3 separate regions of the Sus scrofa genome follow, and regions 1 and 3 are each linked to region 2. A link is a contact called in public HiChIP or PLAC-seq data. All regions are on one chromosome and are shown on one strand. Each heading gives the region's core, a stretch centred on a gene start, on an enhancer-like site or on the middle of the called end of the contact. The rest is flanking DNA. Distances are from core to core; before and after follow the strand shown.

Region 1 (2,700 bases), core at 181-2,680, 930 kb before region 2:
TAGGAACTGGAAGGAATTCAGCTTGGAATGGGAAGTGAAGGGGAGTGGCCAGGGGATGACTACAGAGGTAGTAGGTCGTGCCAGGCCTTTTCAGGCTGTGAAGCCTTATCGGGAGAAGTCTCGGGTCCCCTCATGTTGTGTAGCCCTGGCCCCCACTTCTACAGCAAACATGAACTCCGTCTGAGGCTCATTCGCAAGCACCAGAGCACCCGTGCTGGGCCCGGCACTAAGGCGGGTGAGAGGTCAAGGCAGCTTCCAGAGCCACTGCCATCCCGCTGTTGAGCCCAAACCTGACCCTTGTGTGAGGCAAGGAAAGCTCCTGACAGCACCGATTTAGTCGGGGTCCAGGTAGCTCCAGAACCTGGCAGCACCCTCCTCTCCCTCTGGAGGCTGCAGGCCTCTGGCGGTGGCTTAGTCAGGGGGCTGGTCCATACACAAGCCCCTCCACTTTAAGGCCGCTGGAGATTTTTCAGCCTGAAAGGTGCTGAAGCCCGGCCTGACTGGAGGCAGGCCCTCAGGCAGAGCTCAAGGCCTGGTTCCAGCACTTTCTAGCTGGCTGATCAGGGTTAATGTCTGGGGAGCCACGGGCCCTCAGTTCTTTCCGTTGCAAAACCCAGCTAATAAAAGAAGCCACCTATTAAGATGAAGAGTATGAAGGGTAATATATGCAAAGTGATTCGTTATGTGTCTGGCACACAATAAGCACTCAGGCGCTGTTAACTGTTATTGTACTTTTTGATTATTTTCCACCGGGGCTGCTTTTCCACAGTGCGACGATTCTGAGAATTGCTCTGGTCTTTGGAGGGTGGGAGGCAGTCGCTGGAGGGCCTGAACCATAATTTCCTCAGGAGGAGGCTCTGGAGGCAGAGCCCCGCACCTGTGTACCCGTCGGCCGCTTCTCCCAGAGCTCTGGGTGCTGCCCTTCCACCTTGGGGCCCTTCCGCCGCCCCGAGGTCTGGGCCGAGGCACAGACGCCCGGGTCCTCCGCCCAGCAGAGACCACGCCAGCATAGTCCGCAGGAGCCCGCCGGGGAAGCCTGGAAGGGCCCCTCCCCGAGGCAGCCCTTACCGGCTCCCAGCGTCCGAAACCCCCGCTGCCCAGCTGCCTTTTCTGGACGGAGCCCCTGAGACCTGCGCTGCCGCCCGTCCCTGGAACTGTCGGGAGCACGAAGCGGCTGGCGGGGAGCGGGGAGCGGGGATCGAGGATCCGGGCTCCGCGCGCCGCCTCACGGGCTCCCCAGCCGGATCGCGGAGGCAACATCTGCGGGAGTCTCCGCCGGGGTCGGGGAGCGGGGCGGGCGGGGCCTCCGCGGCGGTGGGCGGGGCGTGGGCGGGGCGTGGGTCCCCGCCGCCCCCTCCCCCGGCTGGTCCGCAGCCCCGCCCCGGCCCCTCCCTCCGGCCTGTGCGGCTGGTCCGGCGGCGGCGCCGGCGCGGGGACAGGCGGAGGCGCGGGACGTGGGGCGGCGCCGCGGGCAGGGCCGGGCGGACGGGCGCTGGCAGCAGGGGCAGCGCCGCGGGCCCCTCGGAGTGGCCGCAGCCGGGCCTCGGCCCTCCCATCCTGCCTGGCCGCGGTGAGTGCGACGGGCGGCCCCCCGGGGGGCGTTGGTATCCCCATCTGCCCGGCCCCGGTCCGGGTGCGAGCGGCGGGGTCTGTCCGAGTGTCTGTGGGTGGGGGCACAGATGCTTTCCCAGAGCTGTGCCTGCCTCTGTCCACGTGAGGCGTGTCCCTGTCTGTGAGAGCAGTGGGGGGATTCTTCGGGCTGTGGCTGCTCACGTGAGGTCCATGTTTGGGGGGGAGGCGCGGGTGGATGGGTGATGGATCCTTGGAGCAGCTCGGGGTTTGGGAGCGTGTGTATGTTGGCGGAGGGGGTCGAGTGCTGCGGTCGAGGATGGGCGGGGGGTGGGGGCGCGGGTGGGGTTGCGGAGTGGGACTCTGGAGTCTTGTGGCCCAGCTCGTCCGCGGGCTCCTTTCTCGCTGGTGCAGACTCTTCCAGCCCTTGCCACCCCCTCCATCCTCCTCAGGTACCTAGCGGCCCCCCGGGGGCTCTAGGGGACACCCTTTTCTCCTCTCGCACTGGCCCCTGGACAGGAAGCCTCCTCCGGAGGCTGTTTCTTGCAGGAAAGGACCCTTCTGTTTCCCCTGCAGCCTGGGCCCGCCTGGAGGACCCCAGGCCCCTCCCTGGTCCTGGCCTCCTCCCTTCTGGACTTGGCTCCAGCTCATGGGCTGCAAACCTGCAGGGACAGATGGTTGCAGGTCGGAGGGGCAGGCTGCATCCCAGGGAGGTCAGTCCGCTGAAGGCCGGCTCTGGGCTCGCTCCTGGCGTGGGGGTCTCTGATGTGGAAAGCAAACCCAGGGCTGGCCCTGGTAGCAAGATGAGATCTGGGAGGTTGGAACAGGTGCAGAGGTCTTTTGCACAGGTCTCTCCTCGCCTGTCCGTCCAGCTCATCAGTGCCCATTCATCCCCTGAAGCAGGGCTCTGATTTGCTGCAGAACTGGAATCAGAGCTGCAGGCCTGACAGGTGCCCTGCCTCTCTTGGCTTGCATGCCTCCAGTGACAGAGCACTTACCACCTTCTGCTACGGGAAAGCTTCTTTGTGTGAAGTGGAGGGCTTTTTCCTTGGAACTTTGTTCCCTTGTCTTGTTACTGCCTTTGATTTTGCCTCTCTGTCTGGTGAGAAGGAACTGCAGTGATTTAAACAT
Region 2 (2,700 bases), core at 20-2,519:
CAGATAAACCCTTTCATCCTGTGTATTAGGTCTGGCTGTTGACCCTGAGGAGGCAATGACATTGGGGCAGCAATGGGCCCTTCCTAGGAGTGAGGCGCAGACGCACGGCAAGGCTGTACCTGTGACTTCTAAAAAGTGGGAGCACAGATCAGAAAGGCCGTGTGTCAAAATGTATGTAGGGTACCAATCAGTGTGAGTGTAAGGGGAGTCCTCCCTCCTCAGTGTCAGGGGATGGAGCAAACGTCTTAGCCACGCCGCCGAGTCTTCGGGCTCCCGCTTAGCGCTCAGCCACTCTCCTGAATTAGCTCTGAACCACATCAACCCCACAAGGGGAGGAGCCGAGGTGGCAGTCAAGGCCACGGGGTGCCAAGGGGGAAGAATGACGACCAAAAGCTCCAAGGCAGCTGTCCACGGGCTCCTGAGGTCCGAGTGGGCAGGGCTCTTCAGAGACGCAAGCAGATGCCTGAGACGGGACCCCAGGGGGACACGGGACAAACGGGGACCCCGGAGGCAGGCAGCTGTCCTCCAACCTGCCCTCCTCAGGCAGGACAAGAGCTGAGGGTGTGTCGGGAACACCACAGACGGAGGGAGGGCGGGGATCCCGTCAGCGCTGCCCCTGAACTTGTCCCCAAGGCTCCATAGAGGGGCTGGGGCTTCCTGCCTTTGGAAAACACGGACCTCTTTCTCCAGGGTCTCTTCCGAGGAGGAGGGGGAGGTGGGCAGAAGAGGAGACTCTTGGTCTCTCTATGAGAGACAGACAGAGAGACAGACAGGTGGGGGGGATGTTCCAGTTTCTCTCAAAACTACAGAACAGGGAGGCAGCGGCTCTGAGCTCTGCCTAGAGAAACAAGGGCTTCTCCAGCCAACAAAACCTCTGCCTTTTCCAGGAGCCCGTCTTCTCTAGACTCAGGGTTGCCATCTGTCTGCCCTGAGAGCAAGAAGCCTGCAAGCTGGCCCTGCTGCCCCTGGGAACAAGCCTGGGCCACAGCCTCAACTCAACCAACGTCTTGGACTTTCCTTCTGCAGTCGCCCCACTCTCGGTGCCCTCGGAGACCTCCGACCTCCCACACCACCTGCAGCCCCACCCTCCCGGGTTAAGGGGTGAAGAAAAGCAATCAGCCTTTACGCACCCAGCAGGGCTCCGTCTGCAGGAAGCAGCTCCTCCCAGGAGCTGGCTGAGAAATGAAAGTGAAATCTTGGCCCGGCCGGAAAGGGGAGGGCGCTCTGGGCCAAGCGGGCAGGCAGCCGCCCTTTGGGGCCCCTGGAGGAGTCCGGCTCTCCCGCGGGGTTCACAGGCTGGGGAGGGACCTTGGGCACCTGAGCCCAAGTCCAGTTGCGGGGATGCTACTGCCACCTAGTGGGCAGCGGCGGGATCGTTCTCCAAGGCGCAAGGCAGCCTGCAAGGAAGAAGGGAGCGAGCAGAGGCTGAGAAGCTCTGCCTGACCCCGTCTGCTTCCCAGGCCAGCTAGGCCCTGAGCGTCTCCTGCCACTTTCACGGTTGTGCACAGGCCCTCGATCAGTCTACCAATGTGAACCATCGCTTCCTGGGCGGCGTCCCACTTGCTCCCGAAAAGCACCACCCGCCTCCTAAAAGCAGGCGTCGAAACCACCCCTGATGGGCAGGAACCTTGACCAGAGGAGTCCCTGTCAAGTCTCCGCCCTTCTTGGGCACAGGGTGACTCTGTGTCTCCACGTGCCTCCGTGAAAAGTGTCCTCTGTTTTGATGAGGAGAATAACTTCCTGGGTTGATTTTTCTGGGCTGCATCCATCAAGGAAATCTTGGTCCCACCTCCCGGAGAACGTGTTACATGAGAAAAAGTGTCACCTCCGGAAACTGCTTTAAAAGGTTGCCCTTATCGCTTTTCGCCTCCCCCATCATCTGACTCATGGTGGGGGGCCAGGGACACATCCGAGGAAGAAGGAAATCTTTAAAAAATTGTTGACATTTTAACAGCTTTCTCGTAAAATTGTCGGTATCCTTTACAGGTGGACCTATGCTGGGACCACGTTTAAGGAGTCACTTCCCACTTGGCCATTTAGGTCTTCTCCTTGGTCCAGTATCGGCCATTTCTAGCATTCAGATTGTCAATCCCTGGACACATTTGTCAAATCGTTGCGTTAGGTGTGCCCAGGACCTTCGTCTGGTCCATCAGTTCTGCGGACTGTGACATCCACGTTTTGTTTTGTTTTTGTTTTTTTATCACTGATTTTACTTGAACATCTTCCCTCTATTTTCCTTCGTCTCGTTTTCCTGTGACTCCGGGGGGCTTTGCCACCGTGCTCTGACTTTGCCGTCTTTCTGCTATTTTCGGAACCTCACGTTCCTGCATAGGATATGTGCAAAGTGGGGGGGGGGGATCGCCACTGGGGGAGCTTTCCTCAGGGTATCGCGATGTCCCCTCGTGCATCCCTCTCAGCTGAGCTCTTCCTCTGGGAGGCAGAAATGGCCTGGAGAGAAGGGCAAGCTGGGTGCATCCAGGAAGTGCCTCTAGTTCCATGGGTAGTTACCCTTGAGCTCTAGGCAAACGGAAGCGAGGCTGCAAGAGTGAGCAGAGTCACTTCGTCAGACTCCCTTGCTGAGCCTTTATCTGGAGGATGGCGACACCCACTACCAGATCCGAGCGCGGGAGACAATGCCAGGTTTTTCCAGCTCCGTCTGGTTTCTCTCCCATCATTTCCTCGCAGGACCCAGACTCCCCC
Region 3 (2,700 bases), core at 104-2,603, 830 kb before region 2:
GCTAAGAAATCCTGCCCTCCTTTAATTCCCGTTTCTCCTGCCGGCGCCCACAGGCAGCCCTTGGCTGCTATATTTTCTATATTTTCTAAGCTGAGTGTGCTTCCTTGTCTGGCCTTTTGTGCTAATCTTTCATCTGAGTCCTGACATCTTGGCTGTGTGTCCTAGGCTCTTTACCCAGGCTTCATCTTTTCCAGTCATCAGGAATCTTTGAGATATTCTCAAGAACTTTATTTATCCTTATTTTTTAATTTTTATTTTATTTTTTGCTTTTTAAGCAGCACCTTCGGCACATGGAAGTTCCCAGGCTAGGGGTTGACTTGGAGTTGCAGCTGCCGGCCTACGCCACAGCCACAGCAACGCCAGATCCGAGCCACATCCATGACCTACCCCCACACCTCATGGCAGCGCTGGATCCTTAACCCACTGACTGAGGCTGGGTATCAAACCCGCATCCTCGTGGATACTAGTTGGGTTCTTAACCCACTCAGCCATAGCGGGAACTCCTCAAGAACTTTATTTAGCATGAGAGATTTCTCTTGGCGTTCTCACGAGGCTCAGTGGGTTAAGGATTCAGCATTGTCACCACAGAGGCTGAGTCAAAGTGACCCAGATTTGATCCCTGGCCTGGGACCTTCCACATGCCGAGGTCTTGAGAGAGAAAAAAAAAAAGATTTCTCCAACTTTCTCTTCCCACTTTTCTTCTCTTCCTCTCCCCTCAGGAGGTTGTTTCGTTTTGTTTTGTTTTGTTGTTTGTTTCCAGCTGGAATTCTAAGTTGGCTCGCCACTTAGGTTCTGAGTTTTTGACAGTATACTGATGCCTTTTCTCCTATTATTTCACCCAAAGTATGCAGCACAGGCCTAGATACATGGAAGGCCCATCTCCTTTGCAGTATGGGCGGCAATTTTTATGAAATAAGTGAACATATCGTTTGTCTAACATCTGTATCTGCTGTTCGGAGGTAAATTCCACAAGGTCAGAGAGTCTGTTTTATTATTTTTTTTATTTTTGTCTTTTTGCCATTTCTTGGGCCGCTCCCGCGGCATATGGAGGTTCCCAGGTTAGGGGTCGAATCAGAGGTGTAGCCGCCGGCCTAAGCCAGAGCCACAGCAACGCGGGATTCGAGCTGCGCCTGCAACCTGCACCACAGCTCTCGGCAACGCCGGATCCTTAACCCACTGAGCGAGGCCAGGGATCCCGCAACCTCAAGGTTCCTAGTCAGATTCGTTAACCACTGAGCCACGACGGGAACTCCCAGAGAGTCTGTTTTATTCACTGCTGCATCCTCCATATCCGGCTCAGGGCCCAACACTTCGCAGAGCTCCATAAAGAGGTGTGGCATGAGCGAATGAATAAAAAGATGAAGGGAAGAATGAAAAGAGGAAGTGGGGGACAGACCCGTGACGGCTTTGAAAAGCAGGGCCTGGTTTTGTTTTTCTGAAAGAAAGCCTCAAAGGCTGCAAGTTCTCACTGTGAAAGGGAAAAACAGGCCTGGGGGCAGCTGGAGGCCACGAGCAGGTGGTTATGCTGATAAGGCCCCGGAGGCAGAGCGGCCCAGGCCAAGGGAGCCTGTTGGGCCCAAATGGAGACACCCGTGGCGCTGGGAGCCCCGGGCACGGGCTGAGAATCGGAATCACCATGTCCTGCCTTTGGCCCAATTTCCCGCAGTTTACTGGGGACACGGCGCTATGGTCTCAGAGGAGGGCAACGGTCAAGTGGAAATTGGTTTGTTTGTCGCCCTGTCCGTGTGGATTAATGCACAGCAGCAACATTTCAAAGAGGAGTCTCACTAATGGTTCCCAGGGCTGGGGCGGGGGTGGTCAGAGCTGGCCTTTGGGGGGACAATCCCTGGGACGGTGCCAATCAGCCCAGCGGCCCACGCCTCCTCGCGAGACGGGGCACAGCTGGGCCCTGTCTGGGCAAGGGGCCCAGAGGACAAGCCAGGAGGCAGAAGCCCTGGACGCAAGAGGCTCCGGCCGCTTCTCCAGGGACCAGAGGGAAGCAGGAGGCAGACGGGGATCCAAAGGGACCCGCTGAGCTCTTGTTACGCTCACTAGACCTTAATCAGGCCCTTCGGTCACAGGGCCCGAGGGGTGGCCCCGTGCCCCTGCGGGAATGGGGCTTGATCAAGCACGCCAGCGGTCTAAACATGCTGAAGGTGATGGCTGGTCTCTCGTGATTCAAAGGAAAAAGAGTTAAACCGTAAAATAAGTGCCAAGAAGGCCAACTCCGTTCACATGCACCCCTGATGGGCACATTGATGCTTTCCCTCAAATACTGAATGCTTTAAAAGAAACTTTTTTCACTTTCTGGTGGCCTTTCTGCTTTAGTCATGCCCTAAGCTCTTTCTTCTCGGCCTGTTGAGGACTCTGTCCCCAACAAGGGGTCTGAGGGAGGGGCCGGGTGAGAGCTGAGTGAGAAATGGAGAGACGCGAGGGGGGCCCCCGCTGCTAAGCTCTGATGTCTGGGGGACCTCCGCGAGGGTCCCTGTCACTGGTGGGGCTGAGGGTGGGCTCTGGTCACCGAGGACCTGAGGCATCTGAGTCACTGGCCTGCTTACTGAGGGGCCTGGCTGAGGCATCTGGTCACCAAAGCCTGCAGGAGAGGCTCTGGTCACATTCTTTTTTAGGGCCACACCCGGAGCACCTGGAAGTTCCCAGGTTAGGGTTCTTTTTACAATTAGATACTTTTAAAAAATTCTT

What was found. HiChIP or PLAC-seq counts read pairs in DNA pulled down with a chosen protein or histone mark.
Region 1: an H3K27ac HiChIP or PLAC-seq map of alveolar macrophages shows a contact between it and region 2. The contact joins the promoter of TRIM3 here to the promoter of LOC100738479 in region 2. A contact is called at or near these places in 1 of 5 promoter capture datasets (liver) and 1 of 2 datasets of contacts at active chromatin or transcription factors (alveolar macrophages).
Region 3: an H3K27ac HiChIP or PLAC-seq map of alveolar macrophages shows a contact between it and region 2. The contact joins the enhancer-like site here to the promoter of LOC100738479 in region 2. A contact is called at or near these places in 1 of 5 promoter capture datasets (liver), 12 of 47 Hi-C or Micro-C datasets (embryonic fibroblasts, epiblast stem cells, fetal heart ventricle and 7 more) and 1 of 2 datasets of contacts at active chromatin or transcription factors (alveolar macrophages).

What each region holds. Positions count from the first base shown.
Region 1 is chr9:3,255,485-3,258,184 of Sscrofa11.1, forward strand. It overlaps TRIM3 (tripartite motif-containing protein 3), which reads left to right and starts at 1,431. Exons shown (of 13, transcript XM_021062339.1): 1 at 1,431-1,570.
Region 2 is chr9:4,187,259-4,189,958 of Sscrofa11.1, forward strand. It overlaps LOC100738479 (tripartite motif-containing protein 34), which reads right to left and starts at 1,270. Exons shown (of 8, transcript XM_005667079.3): 1 at 1,131-1,270.
Region 3 is chr9:3,359,633-3,362,332 of Sscrofa11.1, forward strand. No RefSeq gene overlaps it. Among named protein-coding and RNA genes, the nearest start is that of CAVIN3, 17 kb to the right of the region's middle. Within about 2 kb of position 1,354, at least 18 of the 83 cell types and tissues checked have an H3K27ac peak or open chromatin away from gene starts, as enhancers often do. A contact at or near this core is called in alveolar macrophages, mesenteric adipose tissue, omental adipose tissue and 2 more, where this site is marked.